Regions from separate parts of the Mus musculus genome. Here regions 1, 2, 3, 4, 5 and 7 are each linked to region 6. A link is a contact called in public ChIA-PET, Hi-C, HiCAR-type, HiChIP or PLAC-seq and Micro-C data. All regions are on one chromosome and are shown on one strand. Each heading gives the region's core, a stretch centred on a gene start, on an enhancer-like site or on the middle of the called end of the contact. The rest is flanking DNA. Distances are from core to core; before and after follow the strand shown. Region 1 holds the start of Numa1 (nuclear mitotic apparatus protein 1). Region 2 holds the start of Anapc15 (anaphase promoting complex C subunit 15). Region 3 holds the start of Mrpl48 (mitochondrial ribosomal protein L48). Region 4 holds the start of Fam168a (family with sequence similarity 168, member A). Region 5 holds the start of Phox2a (paired-like homeobox 2a). Region 6 holds the start of Atg16l2 (autophagy related 16-like 2 (S. cerevisiae)). Region 7 holds the start of Rab6a (RAB6A, member RAS oncogene family).

The links. A called contact is a pair of places that touch in the nucleus more often than the background predicts. ChIA-PET counts read pairs in DNA pulled down with a chosen protein or histone mark. HiCAR-type assays count read pairs that join an accessible place to other places. HiChIP or PLAC-seq counts read pairs in DNA pulled down with a chosen protein or histone mark.
Region 1: a contact with region 6 is called in an RNA polymerase II ChIA-PET map of memory CD8 T cells, with 41 read pairs. The contact joins the promoter of Numa1 here to the promoter of Atg16l2 in region 6. A contact is called at or near these places in 1 of 39 promoter capture datasets (hippocampal neurons), 1 of 484 Hi-C or Micro-C datasets (CD4 T cells) and 2 of 115 datasets of contacts at active chromatin or transcription factors (memory CD8 T cells and pancreatic cancer cells).
Region 2: a contact with region 6 is called in an HNF4G HiChIP or PLAC-seq map of pancreatic cancer cells. The contact joins the promoter of Anapc15 here to the promoter of Atg16l2 in region 6. A contact is called at or near these places in 2 of 39 promoter capture datasets (erythroid cells and hippocampal neurons), 1 of 484 Hi-C or Micro-C datasets (muscle stem cells), 4 of 115 datasets of contacts at active chromatin or transcription factors (astrocytes, bone marrow-derived macrophages, embryonic stem cells and 1 more) and 1 of 9 other capture datasets (adipose tissue).
Region 3: a Hi-C map of CD4 T cells shows a contact between it and region 6, with 2.6 times the contacts expected there. The contact joins the promoter of Mrpl48 here to the promoter of Atg16l2 in region 6. A contact is called at or near these places in 3 of 39 promoter capture datasets (liver, neutrophils and pre-B cells), 2 of 484 Hi-C or Micro-C datasets (both in CD4 T cells) and 2 of 115 datasets of contacts at active chromatin or transcription factors (memory CD8 T cells and microglia).
Region 4: a contact with region 6 is called in an RNA polymerase II ChIA-PET map of memory CD8 T cells, with 31 read pairs. The contact joins the promoter of Fam168a here to the promoter of Atg16l2 in region 6. A contact is called at or near these places in 17 of 39 promoter capture datasets (the 3T3-L1 cell line, 3T3-L1-derived adipocytes, the C10 cell line and 12 more), 1 of 484 Hi-C or Micro-C datasets (cerebellum), 5 of 115 datasets of contacts at active chromatin or transcription factors (astrocytes, effector CD8 T cells, large pre-B cells and 2 more) and 1 of 9 other capture datasets (liver).
Region 5: a contact with region 6 is called in a Micro-C map of embryonic stem cells, with 3 times the contacts expected there. The contact joins the promoter of Phox2a here to the promoter of Atg16l2 in region 6. A contact is called at or near these places in 1 of 39 promoter capture datasets (embryonic stem cells), 3 of 484 Hi-C or Micro-C datasets (all in embryonic stem cells), 2 of 115 datasets of contacts at active chromatin or transcription factors (embryonic stem cells and pancreatic cancer cells) and 1 of 9 other capture datasets (pancreatic islet).
Region 7: a HiCAR-type map of astrocytes shows a contact between it and region 6, with 2.7 times the contacts expected there. The contact joins the promoter of Rab6a here to the promoter of Atg16l2 in region 6. A contact is called at or near these places in 6 of 115 datasets of contacts at active chromatin or transcription factors (astrocytes, effector CD8 T cells, embryonic forebrain and 3 more) and 2 of 9 other capture datasets (adipose tissue and liver).

What each region holds. Positions count from the first base shown.
Region 1 is chr7:101,968,500-101,971,966 of GRCm38.p6, forward strand. Numa1 (nuclear mitotic apparatus protein 1) reads left to right here and starts at 1,344. Exons shown (of 25, transcript NM_133947.3): 1 at 1,344-1,470.
Region 2 is chr7:101,894,666-101,898,339 of GRCm38.p6, forward strand. It overlaps Anapc15 (anaphase promoting complex C subunit 15), which reads left to right and starts at 1,666. Exons shown (of 6, transcript NM_027532.4): 1 at 1,666-1,785; 2 at 3,068-3,152; 3 at 3,277-3,406. The coding sequence starts at 3,130.
Region 3 is chr7:100,581,453-100,585,067 of GRCm38.p6, forward strand. It overlaps Mrpl48 (mitochondrial ribosomal protein L48), which reads right to left and starts at 1,678. Exons shown (of 8, transcript NM_198831.3): 1 at 1,538-1,678. The coding sequence starts at 1,558.
Region 4 is chr7:100,704,809-100,708,642 of GRCm38.p6, forward strand. Fam168a (family with sequence similarity 168, member A) reads left to right here and starts at 1,827. Exons shown (of 9, transcript NM_001362169.1): 1 at 1,827-2,085.
Region 5 is chr7:101,815,946-101,819,711 of GRCm38.p6, forward strand. Phox2a (paired-like homeobox 2a) reads left to right here and starts at 2,368. Exons shown (of 3, transcript NM_008887.2): 1 at 2,368-2,769. The coding sequence starts at 2,553.
Region 6 is chr7:101,299,687-101,303,467 of GRCm38.p6, forward strand. Atg16l2 (autophagy related 16-like 2 (S. cerevisiae)) reads right to left here and starts at 2,402. Exons shown (of 18, transcript NM_001111111.1): 1 at 2,215-2,402; 2 at 426-525. The coding sequence starts at 2,341.
Region 7 is chr7:100,605,332-100,608,973 of GRCm38.p6, forward strand. Rab6a (RAB6A, member RAS oncogene family) reads left to right here and starts at 2,255. Exons shown (of 8, transcript NM_024287.4): 1 at 2,255-2,962. The coding sequence starts at 2,893. It also overlaps a transcript of Mrpl48 not described here.

The DNA.
Region 1 (3,467 bases), core at 94-2,593, 670 kb after region 6:
TGACTGCTCTTTCCGAGGTCCTGAGTTAAATTCCTAGCAACCACATGGTGGCTCACATCTGTAATGGGATCCAGTGCCCTCTTCTGGTGTGTCTGAAGACAGTGACAGTGTATTCACATAAATAATAAGTCTTTTTAAAAAAGTCATCTTAAAGTTGAGTGGTAATTTACCTGCTTCATAAAGAGGTGTTGAAGCCTAATGAAATGATGCCCAATAGGTCAGTAGGATGGTTTGAGGCATGTTAGTAGGTTCTTAGTAAGCATTAGCTACTATCTATTATATCCTGTTTCTTCTTCAGACCCCCATCTCCTCCTCACATGTGATTCACATATGCCATGTACTTTCTTCCCGGTACAGTTGCTCCTCCTAGTTTTGTCTTGTTTGAGATAGGCTGTTACTCTGCCTTGGCTGGGCTGGAACTCTAGTAGTGAGTGGATCAGGCTGGCCTTCTGCTCCAACCTCCCACTTGCCAGGACTGTAAGCACACAGCACCATGGTGGCTTTGAGTCTCCTGCTTTTTGTCAGCTTCTTTCTCCTCAATGCTTCTCATTCCTCTTTTAACTATTCTCTACCATCCGTGTCCTCAACACCTTCCTATCTATTGGGTAGCCTCCTAGCTCACCTTGCTGCCAGAGAACCATTTTGTCAGGTTAATCTGGCTCATACCACAGCTCTCTGTTAAAACCATCCCAGATCCTTTATTTGAATCCTTGAAGTTCAAGATTTCCCAATTCTGACCTCAGTTCACCTTTGACACCTGGTCTCTCACTGCTACCACACCTTTCTGCTTTCTTCTCCCTTTCCCGAGAGGAAAAATTTGATTTTGTGCTTGAAGATCCAGATTAAAATATTACTTCAGTTTTCTAATCCTTCCCTCATCTAAACTGGTTAGTTTCCTTACATCTTTTATATGAGTTAACATGTACCATCTTGGGATAAAACTTGTAGTCACTTCTGATCTGTGGAATTGTAACCCTAGCTCAGACGTTGGGTATAATTCTTGTATGGGTATTAACAATATTTAATAGCAATACATTACACATACTTCATTAAATGTTTCTAGTTGTAAAGTGAGGGAATTCCTTTAACTATCCCAGGAGGTGTCCAGTGGGTGGCAACGCTGTCGAGATCTTGTCTGAGTGTGACATTTCTTTTAGTCATATAGTTGCAGCAGACTCTGAGGATGATGAGTCCCTGTGCCTGTTGAGGGCTCTAGCCAGCGCCTGCCATACTCAGAACTGTGCCTTGGCCCCTCGGCCCCTCCCCACAAATGCCCACAGGAACAGCGGATTAGGTTCTGGCAGCACAGCTGGGATTTTGGCGGCCATTCCAGTCAACAATAGCGCAGCTATCGGGACAGAAGAGCGAGGCCTACGCTCCGCGGCTAGAAACTGCCTGGGCCGCTCGTTTGGGTGGAGGAGTGGGAGGAGCAGGCACACAGCATGGCATCTTGGCCTTGCTACGCAGAAGGTAGGGGCTGAAGAGATTCCCTGCGGAGAACAGGCTAGGGTGGCCAAGTCCTAGGGCGGGCAGGCGGGCGGGCAGGCAGGGCGCTCTGAGGAGGCCTGCGCTTTGTGTGGCGGGGAGCCGGCGGGCGGCCGTGCGCCTGCAGACACGCCCCCCTCGCCGCGCCGCAGGAAGCTGCCCCTGTACAAGGCCTGCGCCGTGCGGCTCCCCTGCGCTCGGCTCCCAGGCTTCCTCTGCGCCGGGCGCCTTTCCCGCCAGGGGCTGGCCGTGGGTTCGGCGGCTCTGGGCCTGCCCGATAGGGCTGGTCTCGGAGGTGGACAGGCCGTCACTGCTACTGCCTTAAGCCCTGCTGGAAAGCAGCGAAGGGGGAGTGTCCTGGCCATCTCAGGTTGGTGAGGCCGGCCACCGCGGGTGCGTTTTTGTGTGTTTACGCCACAGCCTCCAGCCCTTGCTGCGCGTGCTCTCCCTTCAGCAATGGAGCCTGCGGGCTTGCGCCCTAGCCACTCTCCCCGCCCCCGCACGTCCTGCTCAGTTTTTAGGGCACGGGCAGGCTTCACCTGGGTCCTCCTGGTAGGCGTCGTCCCCCCCCCGTCCCCCCCCCCCGAGCTCTTGGCTTCGCTGTTGCTCCCAGACCGCGCGGAAGCTCGCTGTGCCTTTAAAGAAAGCAGACTCCTGGCTGTGACGCACTTCTGGCTGTCAGCCAGGAAGATTGCTTCTGCCTGGCCGACTGAGAAGAAACCCAACAACTTTTCTTTTGTGTGTGGGGTTACTTTCCACTGCCCCCCCCTACCCCTGTCCTTTCAAGATTTAAATGCTAATGGCGGATTAAAACCTGTAGATACGTTTGGCTTTAGGAGTCCGGTAAGGCCCCCAGCACTAAGACTTTTTCTCCCTCACTCTTTCTCGGGTTAGTTTTGTTTTGTTTTGTTTTTTCAAAAAAATGGACGAGAGGGTGGGGTGGTTCATCCCCCTCACCTCCCTTTGCTGCGCCATCCTTAGAGGGGAGGGAGAGGAAAGGGAGAGCAAGTAAACACTGAGAAACAGGCGCTGGCCCTGCGCAGAGCTTGCCAACATCCGGGAGTTGGCGCCTTTCTTTCCCCTCATAGATGTCAGCGTGTTTTTGTTTGGAGGGAGTAATGTGTGCGCCTGTCCTAGAGCTATAGAGACGGCCCAGTAGAGGGCTTCCCTGTTTCCTTGTGTGGTCCTAGATGTTTTTGCGGTGTTGGACAATGAAAACGTGTCTTTTTTTATTTTTTATTTTTGTCAGCTGCCAGGGATCTGAGTGTGTGAATGTAGTGGTTGGGGATAGGTGCTGATGAACTGCCCCAGAGGGCTGTGTATGTGCGCTTGCGCAGGCACTTCACACAGTATCTGCCTGTAGGCCGCAGTCTAGTTCATGATTGCAACTTTTCTGCTAACATTTTTCCGATCATGACCTTACGAATATGGGGGAAAGGACTAGGTGTCAGTACTGTTAGCTCTGATTAAGCCCGGCAATGTGAAAATAGACTGACCTCAACAGAAGCAGATTGTCCTTTAATTAGAACAATGAAGGGCAGCAGGCTCTCTGGGGAGTGGAGGCTGAAGAGATACAAAGGGCTTGGGGTTTTATAGGGCAGAAAAGGGAACTTTTGAAGGTTGGCGATTGCATCTGCAGATCTGTACTCTGCAGTCTCAAAACTGTAAATACTCAAGGGTTGGTGTTTGGACTTTCTTGTCAGGAGCGTCCCTGTTCCTAGGTGTTATGGGCCTACTTACTTCTGGGGGCTTCTCAGTCCTCCTGAGGCTTTTAGGTCATTAAAAAACTCTTTGCCTCCTCCTCTTTCCCCTTTTTCTCCTCTTGATTATGTGGCCTTACCTGCCCTAGAACTCAGAGCCATCTTCCTGCCTCAGCCTTTCAAAGTGCTCTAGAGGTGGGAGTCACCAAGGACGATTTTTTTTTTAAAGAAACAACGGAATGTGGGGTTTTCCTGAAGTCTTTTCATTCCTTTCCAGATTCT
Region 2 (3,674 bases), core at 416-2,915, 590 kb after region 6:
AGGGATTGAAGTTGGGTCCTTGGTTTGTTAGCAAGTGCCTCTACCCACTGAACTATCTCACTGTCCGTTATTTTTATTTTTAAAATTTGCACCTGTTTTTGTGAGAGACAGGGGCTTATACATTTCAGGCTGGCATTGAGCTTGCTACATAGCCCAGTCTAATCTTGAACTTCACATCCTCTTGTCTCAGGTCCCTGAGTGCTACAATTTTAATAAGCAGAGCTTGCTAACGTTTGAAAACGTTTGAAGCTGAAGCTGACCTCTTGGGCCATACAATCAGATTTGATAGGAAGCACATACGGAACCTCTTGAACAGTTCTATCTCATCACTCTTCACCAGAGCCAAGAACAGGAGGAAAACCAGGCAGATTATCATGCTAGTTACAGAAGAAACAGCGTAGACAAAGAATGTACAGGCCTGGGGAGATACCTTAGGGGTTAAAGTGCTTGTTGTAAAAGAAGCCAGGATTGGTGTTTGGGTCCTCAGAACCCACATGATTGCTGGATGGTTATGGCAACCAGCCTGTAATTTCTGTAAAGACAGAGAATTCTCAGAGAACCTGGATAGTCAGACCAGCGATAGCAGGGACTTGTGGTATTGAATAAGAATAAGATAGAAGAGCAATTGAGGAAAATTCCCAGCATCACTCTTGGGCCTACACATACATACACATGCATACACACACACACACACACACACACACACACACACACGATGTTCAAACACACATATACATAAGATAAAATTTTAAATAGATAAAAAAGAGGCCAGCGTGGTGTTACACAGCTTTAATACCAACAGGAAGACTTCGAAGCCAACCTGGTCTAGATAGTGAATTTCAGGCCAGTTAGGAATACGCAATGAAACCTTGTCTCAAAAAAGAAAAGTAAATATTATGAATATGATGTAGTTCCATGACAGAGGCTTGTCTAGCATGTTCAAGGTATCCTCTCAGAAAGAAAAGAATGGATGCCGGGCAGTGCTGGCGAATGCCTTTCATCCCAGCATTTGGGAGGCAGAGAGGCAGAGGCAGAGGCAGAGGCAGAGGCAGAGGCAGAGGCAGAGGCAGGTGGATTTCTGAGTTCCCTGTCTCGAGAAACCAAAATTAAAAAAGAAGAAAAGAGGGGCTGGTGAGATGGTTCAGCGCTTAAAAGCATTGACTTCTCTTCCAAAAGTCCCGAGTTCAAATCCCAGCAACATGGTGGCTCACAACCATCCGTAACGAGATTTGATGCCCTCTTCTGGTGCGTCTGAAAAACAATTACAGTGTACTTACATATAATAAATAGATCTTGGAGGAGTTGGAGGAGGAGGAGGAGGAGGAGGAGGAGGAGGAGGAGGAGGAGGAGAAGGGTTCAAACAGAAAACCGAGTCTGAGAGAACAGAAGGGAAGAAACAGATGTTTCTTGGAACGCAGCAGCACACACGGCATCCACACAAGCGAACATTTCTGGAAACCATACTATTTCGAGGAGATTAACACGCAAACACCGCCGAGTGGCAGGAGGGCGGGACTAGTCGAACGCAGGCGAGGGGCTAGCCTGGAGAAACCCTGCCGCTGGAGATTCAAGGAGGAGCTGACAGGTAGGCGGGGCAAGCGAGGGTCCTCCCCCAACTAGTACGTAACTAAAGTACATCAACATCACTTCCGGCTCGGTGTTGAAGCGGGAAACAAAAGGAGACGCAAGACGCATGCGTTAGTGAGTCCCGGATTCTGGTGGGTTCTTCCGCTCAGACCTGGGGAAACGCTTCCGGGTCGCCGCCGGCTGCCGGCTCTTGGCGCGGTAAGTGCGGAAACGAGACTGCTGCCGTTTCCTTGCTTGTTCTTTCTTCCGGCTTCCAGAGAAACCCAGTTCCTTTGACTCGCTTCCCTAGCAGTTCATTTTCCCCATTTTTACTCTTAAAGACATCCTGCTCACTGGCCGTTTCCTAGAGTCTAAGCCCCACCCATCGCACATGGTCCGTCATGCATTGGTTTCACTTCCTGTCACCCAGCATTTCTTGCAGTTAATTGGCTTCGGCCAGGCCGCGCGCATTTTGCGATTAGCATCCCTATAAGGTCAAAATCCTGACGGAGACCCGCCCCTGCCTCCTTCCTGTTGGTCAATCTCGCAGTCATTATCATAATGAGCAAAGAATGGGCGGTGGTGGGTAGAATTTTAGTATATAAAATCTGTCAGTGCTTTCGGGATCGTGGTGGACGCGCCTTTTTTTTTTTCCCCCATCACACGGACCTGGGGGGGCTTTGGTCTAGGGAATGACAGCGTCTAGTTCTGCGTGGGTCAAATTAAGTTGGAACAAAAGCTAGAGTAGGGCCGGGTGTGGGGGCTGGTATACGCCTTTAATCCCAGCATCCGGGGGCTGAGGCATGCGGAGCTCTGTGAGTTTGGGACTAGCCTGGTCTATATAGAGAATTCCACGACAGTCAGGGCTAAATATTGTAACCCTGTTTCATTTACTAAAAATAGGGGGAAACACCAAGGTAGACACCAACTCTATTTTTTCCTGTGCCCTTCCTACAGTGCTGGGCCAGGATCCCTGCCTTGCGTAGGATTTAAGCCCCCATCGAGTGTGTGGCCAAAGTCAAGCTCTACATGTCACTGGGTTTGTGAGCCAGGGCGTTTTAGTTCAGCTTCTTGGTGACCTTCCTGGTCAGCAGCTTCAGCCCACAGAGTTGATTTTGTTCTCTTCCATGTTAGTTCATTCTTCATTTGTTTGTTATTTACTCATCCCTCTGAGAATTTCTTTTATCCTTGGTTGTGTGTACTGCAGTTTGACTGGTTGGTGAGAGAGGTGGTTCATGTCCACACCATTTTGCACTGGTTGGATGTGACATGAATCAAAAGAGCAAAAAATAAGTTTTGTGGTGCGTGTGTGTGTGTGTATTTAAAATGAATTTTACTAGATCTCTGCTATTGCTAATCTTGTGCATAATCACAATGCCACATTCCATCTCTGGCTCCCAGTCTCTTCTCTCTTTAAGCAACATACAGCTTTACTCATTATTTTCTTTGTTTGTCGTAATAACTGAGGATGATATAATTTTAATTATCCCCATTCTTACAGATGAGGAAACTGAGGCCCAGAGAGGTTAAGTGTATTGGCCAAAATCAAAGAGCTAGTAAGTGATGGAGCCAGGACTCAAACTCAGGTCTGTCTGATTTCAAGAGGGCAGGGCAGCTTCTCTGCTACCCACCCAATCCACCCTATCCCTAAATCAAATTTCAACTGCATCAAAACAAAACAAAACATATTCACGTGACCCTTTCCCTCAGCTTAGGAGCCATGTCCACCTTGTTCCCGTCACTCTTCCCTCGTGTGACTGAGACACTGTGGTTTAATCTGGACCGACCCTGTGTGGAGGAGACAGAGCTGCAGCAGCAGGAGCAGCAGCATCAGGCCTGGGTGAGTGAGGACCCAGTGCAGCATGGAGGTCTACCACCGGGCCGTGAGCTTGCCTTACGCTGGAGACCTGCTTAGAAAAAGGTTCCTCTGTGGGGAATAGTCAAGCTGAGTTTTGGGGGATAAAGTTCTTATTTTGTGGCACCCTAACTCGCTGAGGGACCATAGGATTTCGGGGGTAGATTAGATAGATGTCAAGCCCCTGACAGCCTAGGATCTTTTCTATACATCACAGAACTTAATAATTTCACTTTCACCAGAATTATATGAA
Region 3 (3,615 bases), core at 428-2,927, 720 kb before region 6:
GATCTTGTTTCTAGTGTTTCCTTTGGCAGCATTCTTCTACTATGACTGTATCGACTCTCAAAATCTATCTTCATGAAGGTTATTAGGAACACAGATTTTATAACTACTGACATTTGAATTTCCACACCTTTTCTGTCAGCTAGGACTGCTTAATAATAATATGTGAAGAGCAAATAAAACTAAACAAATGACTACAAAATACCAACATTCTTATTAGCACCATCCTTCATCCCTTACAAAACACCCATTCCTATTTGCAGTATCCTCTATTATACTTTTGGGCTTGTTTTTCTTTTTCTTTTACTTTTTGAGGTCAGGTTTCAAGTAGCTTAGGTTGGTTGGCTTCAAACTAAATCTATAATCACAGCTGTCCTTGAACTCCTGATCCTCCTACCTCTGCCTCCCAAGTTCTATGATTAAAGACACTACCCCAATTCCTGGCTTTGTTAGATGATGGCCTTAGTGCCAGGTTTCCATGGATTCTTCTGCACTATTGCAAATTATATTCCTTGCATACTGATCTTCTCTTCCTTCCTTGGAAAGAAGATAAATAGAACCAGAGAATAGAATGGAATGTTGAAGTTTATTTCTATTATCTTTGCAGCAGACCTGTTATCACAAATTGGCTAAAGAGAACTAGTGGGTCCCTTCATGAAGGATGGGATGAGAAACTCAAATTTAGAGACATTCAAGGGTAGTCCCACATCCAAAAATGGCAATGACCATATTGATTTATACATACATTATGGTGATAAAGTCTCTATAATTAATGCCTGGAATAAAACCCCAATACGAAGAGAACAGGAACAACAACAACCTAAGCAATATGACACAAGTGGAAAAGACCAACTGAGATCTGGTAACTTTGTTAAGGGAAGAGAAAAACAAGGACCAGATTTAAGAATGGTAGTGTGGCTTGGGGTAGTGATGCGTACTTGTTATCCAAGCACTGGGGGGAACTGATGCAGGAGACTTGTGTCATGAGCAGTCTGGGCTACATGATGAGACCTCGTCTCATAAAAGGAAAGAAGGCTCACCTGGTTCTGCAATAGTCTCTTAATATTTTGGAAGCCAAGAGTAACAAAACGAAATGGTTGGTTCGCTCGGTTTTATGAAATGCTCTCAAATAAGATTTTGTAAGCAAAAGTGTAATTTATCATTATTGTATTCCTCTTATCACCGAGTAACTTCATTCACATCCCAACCACTTCAGCGAGGATTCTCTTAAAAGATGATTAAATGTAAAAAGTAGATGACCTGCCCAAGGTCAGACAATTTAAGGGGACGATATTCCGTGTGTGGGGACTCTCCCTTTCCTAGGCACGAGGCAGCGAGGGTGACAAGTGGAGGGGGCGTGGCACGAGACTGGCAAGCTCGCCCTGGGCCGGGGAAAGAATTGACAGTGAGGCGCCGCAGGGACTGCTGGGAAAGGCCTGTTCGCAGAGTCCTAGGCCTAAACGTCCGCACGCAAACACCTTCCAGCTCTGCTTTCCCTTCCGCTTTCCTCAGCTCCCTACGTGCGTGGAATCTGCGTTACCTTTCCCAGGGTTCCGCTCATTCTCGACCACAGCGGCTTCTGAGCAAACCGAAGATCCACCCTAGCAATCACGACCCCAGGCGTCTGGAAACAGGGCCGGAAAGGTCTTCATCACGTCCGTCCACCAAATCCTACCGAGACGCTTTCTGCTCACGCAGCATCTTGGTTCCGGAAGTTTTTAAAACCCAAGGGATAAAACTCTCCCCAGATTCCACCCTCACCCCAGCTCCTGTCACCTTCCCTGTGATTTCTCTGGGCAGTATGGATTGCCGTCTTTGTTACCGAGTGCTTTTCACATAATTTTGGTATCTCACCTATGAGACTACATATTATTTAATGTCTCTCTTCTCTATTTTGATTGAATTCCTTTAGGACACAGATCCTGTCTGGTTAATTTATTCCAGCGTCTCGTATGCAAATCTTGACTTGTTACCTCGACTTTGGAGCTGATTAACCCCAGGTGAACTTTCCTAGCGTTCCATATCCTCATAGTAATTAAGAATAATTATCTTTTATTGAGAGGCCATGATGTGCAATACTTTTCGTTCAGTAGCTCACAGTTTTTTTTTTCTTTTTTTGTTTTTGTTTGCTTGTTTGTTTGTTTTGGTTTGGTTTTTTGAGACAGGGTTTCTCTGTAGCCCTGGCTGTCCTGGAACTCACTTTGTAGACCAGGCTGGCCTCGAACTCAGAAATCAGCCTGCCTCTGCCTCCCAAGTGCTGGGATTAAAGGCATGCACCACCAAGCCTGGCTTCTTCTTCTTCTTCTTTTTTTTTTTTTATTAGATATTTTCTTTATATACATTTCAAATTTCAAATCTATCCTGAAAGTTCCCTATACCCTCTCCCCGACCTGCTCCCCTACCCACCCACTCCCACTTCTTGGCCCTGGCATTCCCCTGTACTAGGGCATATAAAGTTTGCAATACCAAAGGACCTCTCTTCCCAGTGATGGTCAACTAGGTCATCTTCTGCTACATATGCAGCTAGAGACACGAGCTCTGAGGGTACTGGTCAGTTCATATTGTTGTTCCACCTATAAGGTTGCAGACCTTCAGCTCCTTGGGTGCTTTCTCTAGCTTCTTCATTGGGGGCCCTGTGTTCCATCGTATAGATGACTGTGAGTATCCACTTCTGTATTTGCCAGGCACTGACATAGCCTCATATGAGACCAGGGTCCCTTCATCAAAATCTTGCTGGCATATTCAGTAGCTCGCTTTATTCCTCACAAGCCTCCCGGAGAGAAACTGCTCGATTTTACAGACAAAGGTCTCTCAGGGTAGACCAGGCTGGCTCTGAATTTGTATTTGCCTCCAAGGTGCTTTGATAACAAGCTTAGGCCACTACACTCAGCTACCAACTATTTAATTAGCAATACCTTTTGCCAGTCCTTTGATGGAATCCTGGGAACACAAAAATGAATAGCTTGTGGTTCCTGCCCTTAAATGGCACATTTAAATCATTACAGAGCAATAAGAAATTCATGTCACCAAGATAGGCATATAAACTCTGTGTACAGAGGGAGTACCTGAGGCATACAATAAAGTCAGCATTGGGTGAAATAACGAATGTGCAACGGTTACTTTATTTTGCTACTGTTGCTGTTTTTAACACAGAAAAAGTGTCAAAACTAGTAAATAAGGGCTGGAGCATGAGTGGTAGTGGGGTACATCCTGGTACTGGGAAGCAGAGGCAGGTGGATCTCTGAGTTTGAGGCCAGCCTGGTCTACAAAATGAGTTGCAGGACAGCCAGAGCTACACAAAGAAACCTTGTCTTGAAAAAAATAAATGAAACAAACAAAAACGAAAAATAAAGGGCTGGAGAGATGGCTCAGCAGTTAAGAACTCTTGTGGCTCTTGCAGAGGACCTGAGTTAGGTTCTCTGTCCCTAGATCAGAAGGCTCATAACCTTCTGCAACTCCACCTCTGGGGATTCAGTAACCCCTCTGACCTCCTCAGATACCTGTGTTTACAGACACAGACACATGCACATAAATAAAAATAAAATCTCTTTTAAGTGGTAAATATGAACTGGGCTGCATTGATGGTATGGTTTTTTTGTCAGCGTTCCTTCCAAGATC
Region 4 (3,834 bases), core at 577-3,076, 600 kb before region 6:
TCAGCTCGAGGCATCTGGAAGAATCCAGAGCAGAAAGAAGAGTGGTAGAATGAACATGGCCAACAGAATGGACTTGGCTATGAGGTGGGGCAGGGAAAGAAAGAGAAAGAGCTTACCAAGAAAGAGGGGCAAGAGAGAGGAGGCCAAGAGAGCCCAAATATTAGGGTTATAGGATAATGAGAAGCCGGGGGGGGGGGGGGAAGCCCATGAACTGAAGAAATTTAGGGTCATGTTAGAGCCAAGGAGTCTGTAACAGGTTCTTATGAAACTGAGGGATCACTAAGCGGTGCATGGAGGTCAGAATGCTCTTTGGTATGCTAATAGCCAGGCACCACAGGTCACTATTTGTCCTGAATTTCTTTTGGACCTGACACTTATCTTCCCTAAGATAAAACTGTAAATTACAGTAAACCCTTCCTTCCTTCCTTCCTTCCTTCCTTCCTTCCTTCCTTAAATTGCTCTTATCAAGTATTTTGTCTCAGCAACCAGAGAAGTAACTAATACAGTACACAACTACCATTATTTTAATAGTGGGATTTACAGAAAGGTAGACACACAGTCCTGAAACACTGTTTAGGTAAACAAGACCCAAGGAAAGTTTGTAGGTGGGAAATCAAGAGGTTGTTGTATTTGGAATATCTATAGCTGTATCTGTGTGTGTGCGTGCAAGCATGTGTGTGTGTGTGTGTGTGTGTGTGTGTGTGTGTATGCATATGAAATAACCTTTTATGTTTAAAAAACGGTGTGTGCTTCCTTAAACAATTCAGACAGTATAAAAGATAAGAGGAACCTGAAACCTAACAATTCTTTCTTTAAGATAATCACTGATAACATTTTGGAGAATCTCTTCACTGAAATCTTTACGCTTTTATATCCTCGAACTTCAAATAAATCGAACCTGTCTAATCTTGCTGTTTTTGCTATCAATTTGCCCCTCTGACAAGAAATTGTGAAAAGCCTTTCATGTCTAAAGATATTTACCATCATTTTAAATGGCTGCTTAGCATTACGTTGAATACATACATCACTATTTATTAAATCAGCCCTCTATTGATGAATATCTACATCCTTCTCAACTCATATTCAACAACCTCCTATAATAACCGTGGGCATTGTTTTCCAAAAATTTTTGATAATCTTTTTAGATTAAATACTTATAAGTAATGTAAATGTAAACAAATGTGCTTTTTACATGAGGATTTAAGTTGCAGACTTGTCCTCTGATTTTCAGGGATGCCAGGGAAGCTGATGCAGCATTAGTTCTGGCGAGACAGTGACAACGGAGATGGCGAGGAGAGTACAGAATTACAGGTGATGTAGCCAATCTAGGCCCAAGCTCAGTGGGTTGGAATAGTCCTTCCCCTTTTTCTCTCTTTCACTTCTTTTTTTCTTAACATGGAGGAAGGACTGAGAACTGCATGTCCCAGCATTTCGCAAGGACCACACTCCTGGGAACTGTAGTACCGGGTCTGAGAGGGGTCCGGAAGGAGAGAATGGGAAACTGTGTGCGGCATGCTGGGAGGTGTAGTCCCTTGGGCGGAAAAGAGTGCATGTGTAGGTTGTTTTGCTTCATGGAGATGAGGCTGCGGAAATATCCAACTTCCCTCCCAAGAGGCCTTTGAGTTTACAAAAGCCCGTGGGAGTCCATTGTCTGTGACCCAAGAGGGTGCGGTCCAGGACCGGAGCAGGGTTGGGAGAACCAGGCCGCGCAGGGCCGTGGCAGAGCATGCCGGGAGTTGTAGTTCAAGAGCTCGGAGGCTGTGGGACGTGTCGGGACAGCGCGCCGACTCCTCCTCCCCCGCCCTTCTCAGCGGTCCCCCGCCCCCTCCCTCCGCCTCCTCCTCTCTTGCCTGCAGCCGAGCGTCCCCTTCCCCCACTGTCGGGTTTCTCCGCGGCTACTGCAGAGGATTCAGATCTGAGTAGCTGAGGAGAAGGAGGAGGAGGCTCCCGTCCCTGCGCGCCATCCACCACCCTACTGGACACGGACGAGGGAACGAGAGCGTCGCCGCTGTAGCCTCCAGAGAAGACAAGGGCATCGCCGCTTCAGTTGCGGCCGCCGCGGTTTTCGTCTGCAGCAGCTCGCCGGTGAGGAGACCCCCCCTCCGCCCCCCGGCCCGCTCCCGTGGAGCCAGGGCTGGTGGCGCCGGGGAGAACGAGGGTGGGGGCTGTAGGGCCCCCGCGCCGGCTTGGGGGAGGGGACCGAGGTGGCGATGGAACGGCGGGCTGGTGGGGGAGACTTGTCCGTACGCGGGCTGGGAGTGGGGTGAGGGTGGGACAGCAGCAGGTCAGGGAGGGTAGCGGAGGGGGGTGAGGGGGTAGGACTTTACATGGAGGGATAACCAGACCAGGGATAGGAGCATGGGGTGTGTAGGGTATTGAGGTGGAATTTGGGATTGTCTTGGGGCGAGGTGGAAGGTGAGATTGGAGTGGGATGTCTTTTAATGGGGGATGGGACTGAATGAAGGTGATGATTTGGGGTTGGCCTGAAGCAGTTGACAGCTTGTGATCAGAGCGGGGTGGGGGCTAAGGAGATGATTTCAATGCCAGTGGGATATAAACGTTGGATGGGACTCTAGGGAGTGCTAATTTTGGAAGGTGGGACTTGGGGTGGACCTGGGGAAGGAAGATGGAGATGGTAGGAGCTGGGGGTGAGGGCTTTGGCATGGGTTGAGACCCCAGCTTGAAATGGGCTGTTGTCTTCTGGGGATGATGGAATTTGTGAATACTTACGGAAATAGGGCTTGGAGAGAACAGAAGAGGTAGGAATTGTTTGGGGTTTTCTTGAGGTAGGCTGCTGCTGGAGGTTTGAATTTGGACTGGTAGTGATGAGACCTCCAACTACAGGAGATGGATGGATGAGGTAAGCTGACAGGAGGGAGTGAATTGTAAGTTGGGCCCCAAATAGGAAGACAGGGATTGAAATTGGGGATGAGGGCTCAGTGGAAAAGGATTTAGGATGAGTTTAGAGTCTCTGGAAGGAACAAGGTGGCTCCCCTGAGCGGAAGTTGGAGGTAGAGGATATGTCAGACTACTCAGCTGGACTCAACTAAAATAATTCTGGCAGGTGTCGAGCAAGGTTAGTGGATGGTATCATAAAGAAAATGTCTCTCTGCCAGTTTTGCAGAAGAAATGTCTGTGATAAGCTGGTTACCTGTGGTGAGGTGGCAGCGGGGATGGAGTGGGTCAGTTTATTTAGGAAAGGAAGGATTAAGATGTCCTCCAAGACACACCAGAGGTTTAGGGGTTAGAACATTTACATCAGCTGCTTGGGTGAGAGACAGTAATAACAAGACCATTAGAAGGGTCTTCACAGGGGACAGAGAAGGTACATTAAAGATTCTCCTAGAGGATATCTCATGCTATCAATTTGACCTTTTTGTTTTACGTTGGAATTGTCTGGAAATAGCAGCCCCAAGGGTAAAGTTATGAGAGAGCCATTTAAGGTAGAATTAAGGGAGAGTGGGGAGTCTTGCAGTTCCTATGTCAAAAAGGGAAAGTTGGGGGCTCTCAAAGCAAAGGTGGGAGAAGGTGAAACTGTCTCTGCTTTCTCCTTTCCCCCTCCCCCTGGTAAACTGAAACTAGTCCCGGAATTTGGAATTTAAATAGACTTTGATGAACTTGAGGTTGTTAAGGGTGCATTCTTGCTTGAGAACTGATTAATGAGACTGAAAAATAGGAAGACTGAATTTATTTTCTAGGCAGGCAAGGTGCATGTATGCAGAAAGAGGTTAGCAAGCCCCACCTCCCCCCAATAAAATTGATTGCTTGAAGTCTCCATTTATTGGTGTCCTGGTTTGCAAGGCAATTAGGCCCATCATTGTATTGCAGGCTAAT
Region 5 (3,766 bases), core at 1,118-3,617, 520 kb after region 6:
AAAGGAAACAAATTCTAACTTATGCCACACATAGACAACCTTGAGAACATTATGATCAATGAAATAAGCCAGTCACAACCAGGTAAATGATGTATGGTTCCATTTTTATAAGATATTTAGAGTATTCAAAATTACAGAGATGATGCTGGGTGCTTAGCTCAGTGATAAAGTGCTCACCTAGTGTACATATAGTCCTGGATTAGATCCCAGAACCTCTCATAAAACTGAGTGTTAGTGCATGCAGCTGGTCAGAGCAAGGGTCAGGAGAATTAGGTATTCAAGATCATGCTTAGCTACACAGGGGGATCAAGGCCACCTGGGATACAGGAGACCCTATCTCAAAAAACTACATAGGTAGATAGATAGATAGATAGATAGATAGATAGATAGATAGATAGATAGATATCAGAAGGGTAGCTACCAGAAGGTAGGGAAGGTGGTTAGAGAGTTATTTCTTCATGTATGGAGTTTGGGTTATACAAGATCAAGAATTATGGAAATAAATATAAACAAGACAGTGATGCTGTATTGTCCAACATGATGAGAACTAGCAACACTGAAATATACAATTAAAATAGCTATAATGGTAAAATTTGTGTTTATGCATATTTTAACACAACATACCCAAAGCAAGGGAAAATGGCTTGGAAACACACACACACATGCGTGCACACATGCACACACACACACACACACACACACACAACTCCAAAACTCCTGACATAGAATACTTACAGAAACCGAGGCATGAGTCAAGCAAAGAATAATTAGCCTGGGAAAGGGACGGACCCGAGGGTTGTGGTCCCACTGTGCTGGCAAACATGAGGAAAGAGGAATTCCAGGAGAGTTTCTCTTAATCCTAGAGGATTTTGTTTGGTGACAAGGACATGGCCCTCTTCTGGCTTCTTTTTGGATCTCAGACTTCCCATCAGCAGGACTTAGTGTAGAAACCTGGGGACTTGGGGCTGGGGACTAATGAGGAGAGGTTCAATTCATCCTTCAGGAGAGCCAAAGAGACAGAAGGGGGTTTCTACTCATCCTCCAGGTAAAGATGCTAAATGTATTCCATTCACCACACAGCCTGGAGAGCTGGGGAAAATCCTTGGAGGGTCAATGACCTGGCTTTTCCAGAAGAAGGCAGGGACGACTCAAAGGGGAAGAAGAAAGGCACTGAAGGAGAGAGAGGGAGTCATTACCATAGTCCTAAGGCTCAGCATCCTACACAGACACAGTTACACACACACACACATACACACGCACACGCACACGCACACGCACACACACACGCGCGAGTCCAGAGGTCACAAGCTATTGGAGAGGACAACAGAGCTGAGAAGCCGGGATGGGAGGGAGTGGCCTGGACCCAGCAGGTGCAGGCTCCTGTGGCCCTCAAGACAAGAGACTTCTCAGAGAGAGAGACTTCAACCCTGCAGCCTTCTCCTCTAATGCCTTGCCAACCCCTCCCACCCCCAGCCTCTCCACCACAATGTCTTGGTCGCCTTCGGTGCTCTGGTCACAAATCCCAGCTCTCGGGGATGTCCTTTCTCTCCACTCATCGGCCTCTGTTTCGCTGGTCTGTTTCTGTCCTTGTTAGCCTAAGGCCATCCTGTGTGTGGTCTCACTGTGATTGTCTCTGATTTGTTTCAGCCTTCTCTGCAGCTCCATCACAGCCCTGGTTGCAGTCCACGTCCATGTTCATCCGTGTCCCTCTGTCTCCATGCCTGTCTTTCTCCATCCTGCTGGCCTCCTCTCTCTGCCAATCTCCATCTCCACCCCTGCCTTTCTCTTCTACCGCTTCATCCTTGTCTTCCCTTACTTCTATTTCGAGGTCTGACCCCTTTTCTCTAGTCTCTCCATACCCACGTCCCCTCCTTGTCCCTGTCCCAGGCTCCTGTCTCTTTCTCATCCCTGTCTCCATCCCCCTCACTCTAGGGCAGCCTCGGCAGTCCTCGCAGGGATAGGACCTAGCTGGGGGCGGGGCTGAAGGGCCAGATCGGAATAATTCGGTTATCTGGGAGAATTGAATTAACTTCTTCACACCAGCACCGCGGGGCCTGCCTCCCTAGCTTCCACGGGGCCGCAGGTGGGAGGCCCAGGAACGAGGTCGGGACCCTCCTGCTGGGCATGTTGTGTAGAGATCGAAGGTCTAGGCCGGATTGGGACAGGATAAGGGACTCTCGGATTGGGGTCCCACGATGCTCCGCCTGCACCTCGGGAGCCCTAAGAGGGAGGCCCTTTGGGGTGGGGGACCCGAGGTGGCTAGGGGCGGGGTCTGGGCCGCTCAGGCCCCGCCCCGCGGAGCTCGCCCCGCCTCGCCCCCTCCGCGGGGTCCTGCGCGTTAAAAGGCGCGCGGGCTGGCAGCACTGCACTTGCGTTGCACCGGGGCAGAGTGCGGGCCGCGACGGGGCGGGCGGACTCTCGGGCGCTCAGAGCCGGTCTCAGGTCCTCTGCGCCTGGAGCTCGAATCTCCATCCCGAACTCCACCCAGCCCGGGACCCCGACCCCAACCAGACCCGGCCCTGCCCGGCCCCCGCCCCCGCCCCCTCGGGCCGATGGACTACTCCTACCTCAATTCGTACGATTCGTGCGTGGCGGCCATGGAGGCGTCCGCCTACGGTGACTTCGGCGCCTGCAGCCAGCCTGGAGGCTTCCAATACAGTCCCCTGCGGCCTGCCTTCCCCGCCGCTGGGCCACCTTGCCCCGCGCTCGGCTCCTCCAACTGTGCGCTTGGCGCCCTACGCGACCACCAGCCCGCACCCTACTCGGCAGGTGAGCGCAGTCCCATCCCAACCCTACCTCCAAACCCCACCTCCAAACCCCATGAAACCCCAACTACCTTTCCTACTCTGCAAGTAATTGTGACTGAACCCACAAGCCACCCCTACCTATGCTGCTGGCTAGACTCCTCCAGTGTACTTTGAGACCCCCGGTAATAGGAGTTTCTTCTTGGCAGGGATGAGCCGCACCCTCTTGTTCCAACGGTTCCTCTTTCTCAATGCCAACCCCCTACCCTGTGCCTTTCGTATCAAAGAAACAGGTCCAGTCTTAGGCCTCTCATTAGGCCTTCCCCTCCCCACCTACAAAGGTGACCACCAAACCTCTCCATTCCCAGAATCCTCAGAATTGGCTTCCAGCTCAGTCCAGCCAACTCTCATTCTTACCACCTGTGTCTTGGGTGATGCCACCCTCAACAAAGATCCCTGCTGCCGCTGAGCTGCCCAGATGGCATCCTTCCCCCAGCCTTGATTCCTTCTTTCCAGCCTCACCTTGCCCTGTCTTAGACCTATCCTGCCTGGGCCCAAACCTTACTGCACCAGCAGAAAACAAAAAACAAAAAAACGGGTCCCATAGCCACAGAAAAGGAGCCTCTATCATTTGGACCACTTTCATTCCCACATTCCCTCCCATCCCGGACGACAGCCCTTGAAATCCCAGGAGCAGATAGATCCTCCACCCTCGAGTCCTTTGATCCAAGCAAGTCCCAGTCCAAACCCTCAACGTCATTTAGCCTTTTAGGTATCCCTATGCCTTCTGTTAGTGTCCCAGCATGCCCCACCCGGCTTCCTCCTTTCATAATCCCCCCACCCCCAAATATCACTGGAACCCGAAAGGAGGTCTGGGGTTTGTTGGGGAGATAAATACCTTAATTTAGAGAAATAATGACCTTTAAGAGGCGGCCGTAGACCAAAATGGGGTTAGGAAGACTGGTGGTGCTGGGCCAGGCCAGGATGGGGATCCCATAAATGGGAACAGGAAATAGGAAGAT
Region 6 (3,781 bases), core at 1,152-3,651:
ACCAAGGAGAGCCTGGTGTGATAAGCTGGCACACACCTGTAATCCCAACCGGAGAGAGGCAGGAAAGCCAGGAATTCAAGGTCATTTCCAGCCTACCTGGGCTACATCCTCTTAGTTCTGTCTCCAACCCATTCCCTGCTCTTTGGAATAGGTAACAAGCCTCTTTTTGAAGTTATCAGGTAAGGAACAGGAAGAGGGACAAGACTCAGAAGGGGGAAACACGAGAACAGGATTGGACAGGAGACAAATGCACAGAGAAGCGTCGGGGTTAAAGATATTAAGGTAAGCAGCCAGCTTGGGGAGGACTCAAGAGGCCTCCACTGCCCTCGCTCACATCCCCAGGAGTTACAGACTGATGAGGTGCCAAGGCTGAGCACAGCAAAGAGGCAGGCACAAGCAGCTCTGATCACTCACAGACAACTCACCTCCAGTCCTCATGTCGGGTGGAGATGGCATCCTTTGGTTCGGACTTCAACTTTTCTGAGAACTTGGCTAGCAGTTCAGCCTTCTCTAGGAGATGGTTATCTGGGGATGCAAAAGGGTGAGCCTGTGGCAAAGGCAGAGCCGCTTGCCAACAAACTCCCGACATACAAGCTACCTCATACTGGGATGGCTGCAGGAGCCCAGGGGTCTTGGGAATAAAGAAGCCTCTGAAGGCTGGGCTCTGCCCCTTCCTGGGGGAATATCTGTATCTGGCAAAGCCTCATCACAGCACAGGCCCACAAGCCCACCCAGGAGACAAGGACAGAAAGACCACCAATGCTGGGGACAAACATGGCTAGGTAGCACTTGAAGAGAGAACAGAAGGAAAGCAAGGGGCCTGGGATTAGTTCACCTCTGCCAGGGACAAAGTCTGGACCCAGAGCATGTTGAAATAAACAAAACCACCTGTGTATGGCCTCCAGCAAGTCGCTTCCCCTCCAAGACCTCAAGGTTTACAGTTAAGTAATTCTCACTTCCACGCAACAGCTTCCCCCAGGTCAATATTGAAAGCCCTTGAGCAATTATCGAACAAATCTTCCCAAGATAGGTGGTTAGACCTTGGACCCCCTCACCCACATTCCTTCCAGCTGTTTTGTTTTGTTTTGTTTTGTTTTGTTTTGTTTTGTTTTGTTTTAAACCAATTCCAGGCAGACTGAGGCTGCTAACCTCAGGCCAGATCCTCACCTCCCTTCCTTCTCTGTCTGAGGTTCCTGGACCCTGACAAATTCTCAAAACTACCTGAGACCACAAGGCATTGCAAGCACCCCTACCCCGGCATACAAGGTCACAATGTGCCTCATTTGCAAGTAAGAAATCTGAGGTAAAGGACTTGAATTACCCCAAACCACAGACCTGGGTCTCTAGGTTCCCAGTCTTGCAGTTCTCCTGGGTGGTCCCTCCCTTAAACCGATAGTCCCACTGCCCATCAGAGCAGTTGGAGAAGTGGGGTTGTCTGGAGGTAGAGGTATCCAACCCCAAGAGAGGGCCAGCCCTCACAAAGTTCCAAGGAAAACAAATTTGATTGCGTGGGTGCATCAAAATTAGCACCAAGTGAGGAAGAAGTAGGGAGTATGGTTAGACTTTCAGCCTCAAACACACAATCACAGTCCACCAAAAGGCAGTAAATACAGATGCACTCCAGTGTTCCTCGGATGGAGTGCACACATCTCCTCCTCCTAGCCAAAGTGCCCAGAAATAACCACATGAGAATTTAACTTCCGCCGCGCGACAAACAACCTAAAGGAACCCGGAGCCCCATTCGAGCTACGATCCGCTAGGCACTGAGGTACTCCACGAACGTACGCCAGTATAACCTATCCGTACCAGAACCTACCAGAGACTTTCGCTCCTTCCTTTCAGCTACCGTGGCTGTTCTGGCCACGCCTGCCTTCTTTAACTGGGCTCTGGGACCAAATGGACTGACCAGGCCTTGCCCTAGGGACGGCCTGAAAGAAGGACTCGACAAAACCATCACTGAGACAGAGCTTGTGTCTAGGATGCTCAAGGGAGGCAGAGCTGAGTCTTTGGGGCTAAGCAGCACCAGAGCTGGAAACAGCAGGCAAGCCAATGCGGAGAGGGGCGTAACAGGTTCCAAGACGCAAAGCCCTCGGGAACCGTGACGGCGCCGCTGCCCTGAGTCACAAGTCGAGTGGCGGGACAAGCCCTCTCCCCGAGCGGGGAGTCCCACCTCCTCAAAGCCAGTCATCCCCGAGCCCCCAGGGACGCACTCACAAGCCGGCACTAGCTCCAGGAAGAGCGCCTTTTGCGTGCGGTCCCGATGCCGCAGCTGCCGCACGATGTGGCGCTTCCAGACAGCGGCGGGCGCGCAGGGATCGCAGGGGGCGCCAGGTCCTGCCATGGCCGCCGAGTCCCTAGCGGCCGCGCAAAGCTCCAGCCCGAGCAGGGGGGCGGAGCCTCCCGGGGACTCCATGACGTCAGGGCGGCAGCAGCGGGGAATCCCCGGGCTGTACCAAGCGCTTTTGTCGGGGAGATCTGGACACCTCAAAGCAGGTGCTGCTGCGGCCCAGCAAAAACCCTCAGTCCCAGAGGTGTGCGTTTCTGTCCCGGAGTAAGCAGCAGGGATTGAAGCCTCCCTGTCGCCTGTGGGCGCGTCCAGGGCGGGGCCTCAAGGTCGCCTTCCTTAACCTCTTGGTGCCTGGACCAGTGTCAGAAGCTGAGGATGCAGAACTCACTAAGTTACCCCGGAAGGGGAGACCCTACCACCAGGGGCTGTACAGAGACAAGCACCAGGCACAAGCAGTCTAAGAGAGAAGACTGCCTGAAGGAGCCCCACTGTCACCTACAAGGTGACAGTTGAGTGGGGGTTTATGAAGGACCAACTAAGACCGTTACCCAGAGGGAGCGGAGACAAAAGGACTCTTAAGCTCTGGAAAGAACAAGTAGACATGGTCTGATGACATGAAAATTTCCAATGCAGGCGGGCGTTGGGAGTAGCTCAGCGATAGGGTTTTTGCTAACCCTGCGCGGGGGCCTAGATTCAAGGTCCAGCGCTTCAGAGTTGTTAGGACAGGACGCAGAACTGTCCGTGGGAGGAGCAAGATTTAGAGGTCCAGTTGGTAGCAAAATTTAGGGCTCTAAGAAAAGACTCCGTTTATCTGGAAAACCCCAGGCTCAGAGGAGAGAAGAGGCTTCCTCGTTTGCAGCTGTGTGTAGTAGGGAGCTGAGCTAGCCAGCAACCCAGAGTTCTAACTCAGGGCCTATCTGCTGCCTCTCTTGGACAGCACAGACATCTCTTGTGGGTACATTTGACAGTGAATCTGGGCTCACGGGGAATTGTAATGAAATTGTCTCTAGCAAAGAATTCTGCAGATACAGGCTGTGGTAAAGAATGACAGGAGAGGGCTGGTGAGATGGCTCAGTGGGTAAGAGCACCCGACTGCTTTTCTGAAGATCCGAAGTTCAAATCCCAGCAACCACATGGTGGCTCACAACCACCCGTAATGAGATCTGACTCCCTCTTCTGGAGTGTCTGAAGACAGCTACAGTGTACTTACATATAATAAATAAATAAATCTTTAAAAAAAAAAAAAAAGAATGACAGGAGAGACTCAGTGGGCCTAGCCTTACAATATGACATACTGAGGAAGGTTCAGCTTCAAGCCCTGTTTTTAGCTAGGGAAGGCAGACCTGGTTATCCCTAAGAAATAAACCGATGGGAGGGAAAAGGCAATATCAGGAAGCCCTCTAGGCCCTGCAGGGGACAAGCCTTGAGATACTGGGGTCTCAAGTTGGGGGTCTGTTACAGGACTTGAAAAACAGTAAAGGCAAGTGACACCCC
Region 7 (3,642 bases), core at 1,005-3,504, 690 kb before region 6:
ACTTTCAGAACTTGTTTCTTCTCCTAATTTATTCATCAGTGAGTCGTCCTGCATTTGATAAGGCACTTGTTTGACCTTGTCAATAACATGTAAAGTATTTTGTGTATAAGATACTTACATAGACTTTTGATGTTTTTACTTATACATTTTTATTTTATGTTTTCAAAGTATTTTTGACAACATCTTATGTAGCTCAGGCTGTCCTCAAACTCACCTATGTAGTTACGTATGATCTTAAACTCCTGTCTCTACTCCCCATTACTGGGTTACAGATGTGAGTTTGGATGTCTTTAAAAGTTTTTTTTTTAAAGATAGATTTATTTATTTATTTATTTATTTATTATATCTAAGTACACTGTAGCTGTCTTCAGTCACACCAGAAGAGGGTGTCAGATCTTATTAAGGATGGTTGTGAGCCACCATGTGGTTTCTGGGATTTGAACTCATAACCTTTGGAAAAGCAGTCAGTGCTCTTACCCGCTGAGCCATCTCTCCAGCCCTAAAAGGGTTTTAATATGTCTGAACAGAGATATCTTTTTAAGATATTGTCCCATGAAATGTTGAAGAATGGCAAAAAATTGTGCAGATGCCAAATTCTCTAATTCAATGGCACCTAACTTTTTTTTATTTTTCATATTCTATGAATAGACTTTATTTAGAACTCTTTTCCCTTCAGTGATGCAAGGTTTCATGCAGCCTAACTTTGATATGTAGCTCAGGCTGGCCTTAAATTTAGGATCCTCTAACCTGTATCTCTCAAGTGCTACGATTATGGGCATGCACCACCATGTCTGGCTCTAGAAGTTTCTTAGGTGTCCTAAAGAGTAGATTTTCTCTCTCTCTCTCTCTCTCTCTCTCTCTCTCTCTCTCTCTCTCTCTCTCTCTCTCTCTGCAGGACCTCACTCTGTATCTTAGGCTAAGCTGGAACTAACTCTATAGCCCAGGTTTGCCAAGCCCTGACAGCAATCCTCCGCCTTAGCTTCCTGGGGGTTGGGATTACAGATGTGAAGCACTAGATAGAAAATTACTAGATTTACAAAGGCCATTATAGAAGTTCCCATATACCACTCCAGACTCCTCTATTAACAGCTTACTTTAATAGGACTGATATGTTATAATAAATCAATCAGTACAAAATACTGTTATTAACTAAAATTCATGCTATACTCAAATTATTTTGTTTTTGTCTGATACTCTCTTTTTAGGGATCCCATTCAGATGAAAAGTTACATTTAATTATGTTATGTAACTGTCCACATTATGCTTAGTTCATGTTTTCTTATGGCATTCACCTTTATCTTATTGGATCTCAAATCTGGTTGACAATTGGAAATGCTTCAGATGGCAAATTTAAGGAAGCCCCACTCAAGCACATCCAGAAGTGCTGCTTTAAGGAGAAAGGATGATCTTTTAAATACTCCTTCTGCAGATTTGTGATTTTGTTGAGGCAGCCCTCTGGAATGTTGTGTGACCTTTTCCAAAGCTGCACCGCTAAGTGGGCAGTCATTTCATATCTGTAATATGTGGAGTTTGGCTTATATGATATCTAAACTCATTTCTAGCATGTAGACGATGGTTATCGTCTGATGTTATGGGCACCTAAAACAACGGCCACTCAACAGAAGATCACGCCAACAGACACTAGGGAATTTGATGGCTTAACGTAAGGAGGTAGCAGAGGTTCAAATAAAACCTTGACTCCATGACATGACTACGTGGATTTTGCAAGTCATTTCCTTCTGTTGGACTCCAATTTCCTCACCCACAAAATGGAGAGGACTTGTTTCTGGTAGTTATGAAACTCCACGGAGTAACGGTGGGAAATCTTATATACACGAAGATGCCGAGCAAGGAATTACGTTTTAGAAGGCTAGGGTAAACGGGTGAAGGGCTAAAGTGAGGAAGGAGAAGCGACGTTAAGGGTTTAGCACCTACAATACACCTTTGAGCGACCCAACCCCACCCACGCATTGCTGCGGTCATTCCACCTTGGTTCCGGCTCCGCCTCCGTCCCACCTTCTTTTCCCTCCTCCTTCCTCCAATCGCCTTGCGTCGCGCCACACTTCCTATGGCTGCCAGAACCCCACACCTTCCTCCGCGCGAGAGTCGCGCGCGCGCTCTCGCGTCGCCACCTCAGTTAGCAGCTGCCTGCCCTCCGCTTTTTCTGATTGGCTCGATTTGTCACTGACGTAAGCGCCCCCTTTTTTTTCTCCCCCCCTTGCTTACCCGGAACTCGGTCCCGCCTCCTCCCGGCTTCTCCAGACGCCAGTCGAAACCTGATCGGCCCCTTTCTCCACCGCACGGGAGGAGCCGGGATTGCTGGCGAAACCAGGAAAGCACTGGCGGCGACGCGCACGCACGCACTCACGCACGCACGTCCGAGGCCGGCAGGGCGGCAGGCTCGCGCCCGGACTCGCCCCGCATCCGCGCCAGAGGCTCGCGCACTCAGCGGGTTGTGCTGCGGTGGTGGCGGCGGCGGCTGCTGTGAGAGCCCGAGCACTGCGCGTGCCGAGACCCAGACGCGTCTGCGGCGCTCGCCTCGCCACCCTCCTCTCTCACCTCAGTCTCCGCGCCGCGTTCTGAGGGAAGGAACGGCGCTAGGCTAGCGAAGCCCGAGCGCACCGCTGGCTGCCTCCGACACCGCCCTGCGTCCCTTCGCGGCCGCGGGCCCGGCTCGGTGCTAGGCGACTCTGCGGGGAGGCGGCGGCGGCGGCTGCCGGTCGGTGGAGGCACTCTCCCTTCAGCCTCGCCCCTCTGCCCGGCCCTGCAGGGGCCGAGAGGACTCGGAGGCTGCCCCTTCAGCTCGGCCCTCTTCGTTAGCGGGTTGGAGCTGCAGCGGTCTGGAAGAGGTCTCTGGGCTGAGGCGGCGGCGGCGGCTCCTCCGGCTCCATCATGTCCGCGGGCGGAGACTTCGGGAATCCGCTGAGGAAATTCAAGCTGGTGTTCCTGGGAGAGCAGAGCGGTGAGTGCGCGACTCCCCCGCTCCTGGCAGCCGGCCGCGGCTTCCCCGCACCGCCCCCAGTGCAGCCCTTCTGGCCGCTGAGGCTCCCCGCCGGCCTCGCTCTTCCTAAAACCCCCACCCCAGCCTTTTCCCCGGGTCCCCCGACTCCTCTTGTCCCTGTCCCTGGCTCCTCCTCGCTAGGATCTATCAGGCTTGTAGCTTAGATCTCTGATCCTCGCCCGGACTCCGCCGCCTGCAGCCGGGCCCTCTCGGGCCGCTCTGTCCTCCTCAGTCCTCACCCCGCCCAGCCTCCTGTCCATCCCTTTCTTCCTTTGCTCTGCGTGGTCTCCACCACCCGGGCCGGCTTTATGGGGCCCCACCCTTATTCCTTGCTCTTTTTCCGGTTCCCATTGGAAGTGAGGTCCCACTCCGAGAAGCCCCCAACTCTGGAGAATGGGCCCCCTCTTCAACCTTGGATGAAGGAGGGTGGGATCTGGGCGTTGTTTTCCCCTGAGGCTTGGCTCGGAGTTGTACTAGTCTCTCGGAAGGTGAGAGAAGAGGTGGTCATGGAGAAAAACAATTCTTGCTCAGTTTACACCTAAATGAAGAATTAGTTAGGGTTAGTGAGCTAATATATTTTAACTGAAGGAGACTTGAAAAGAGGTGGCGTTGCCAGTGATGATTTTGGTCCCTTGGGTTGG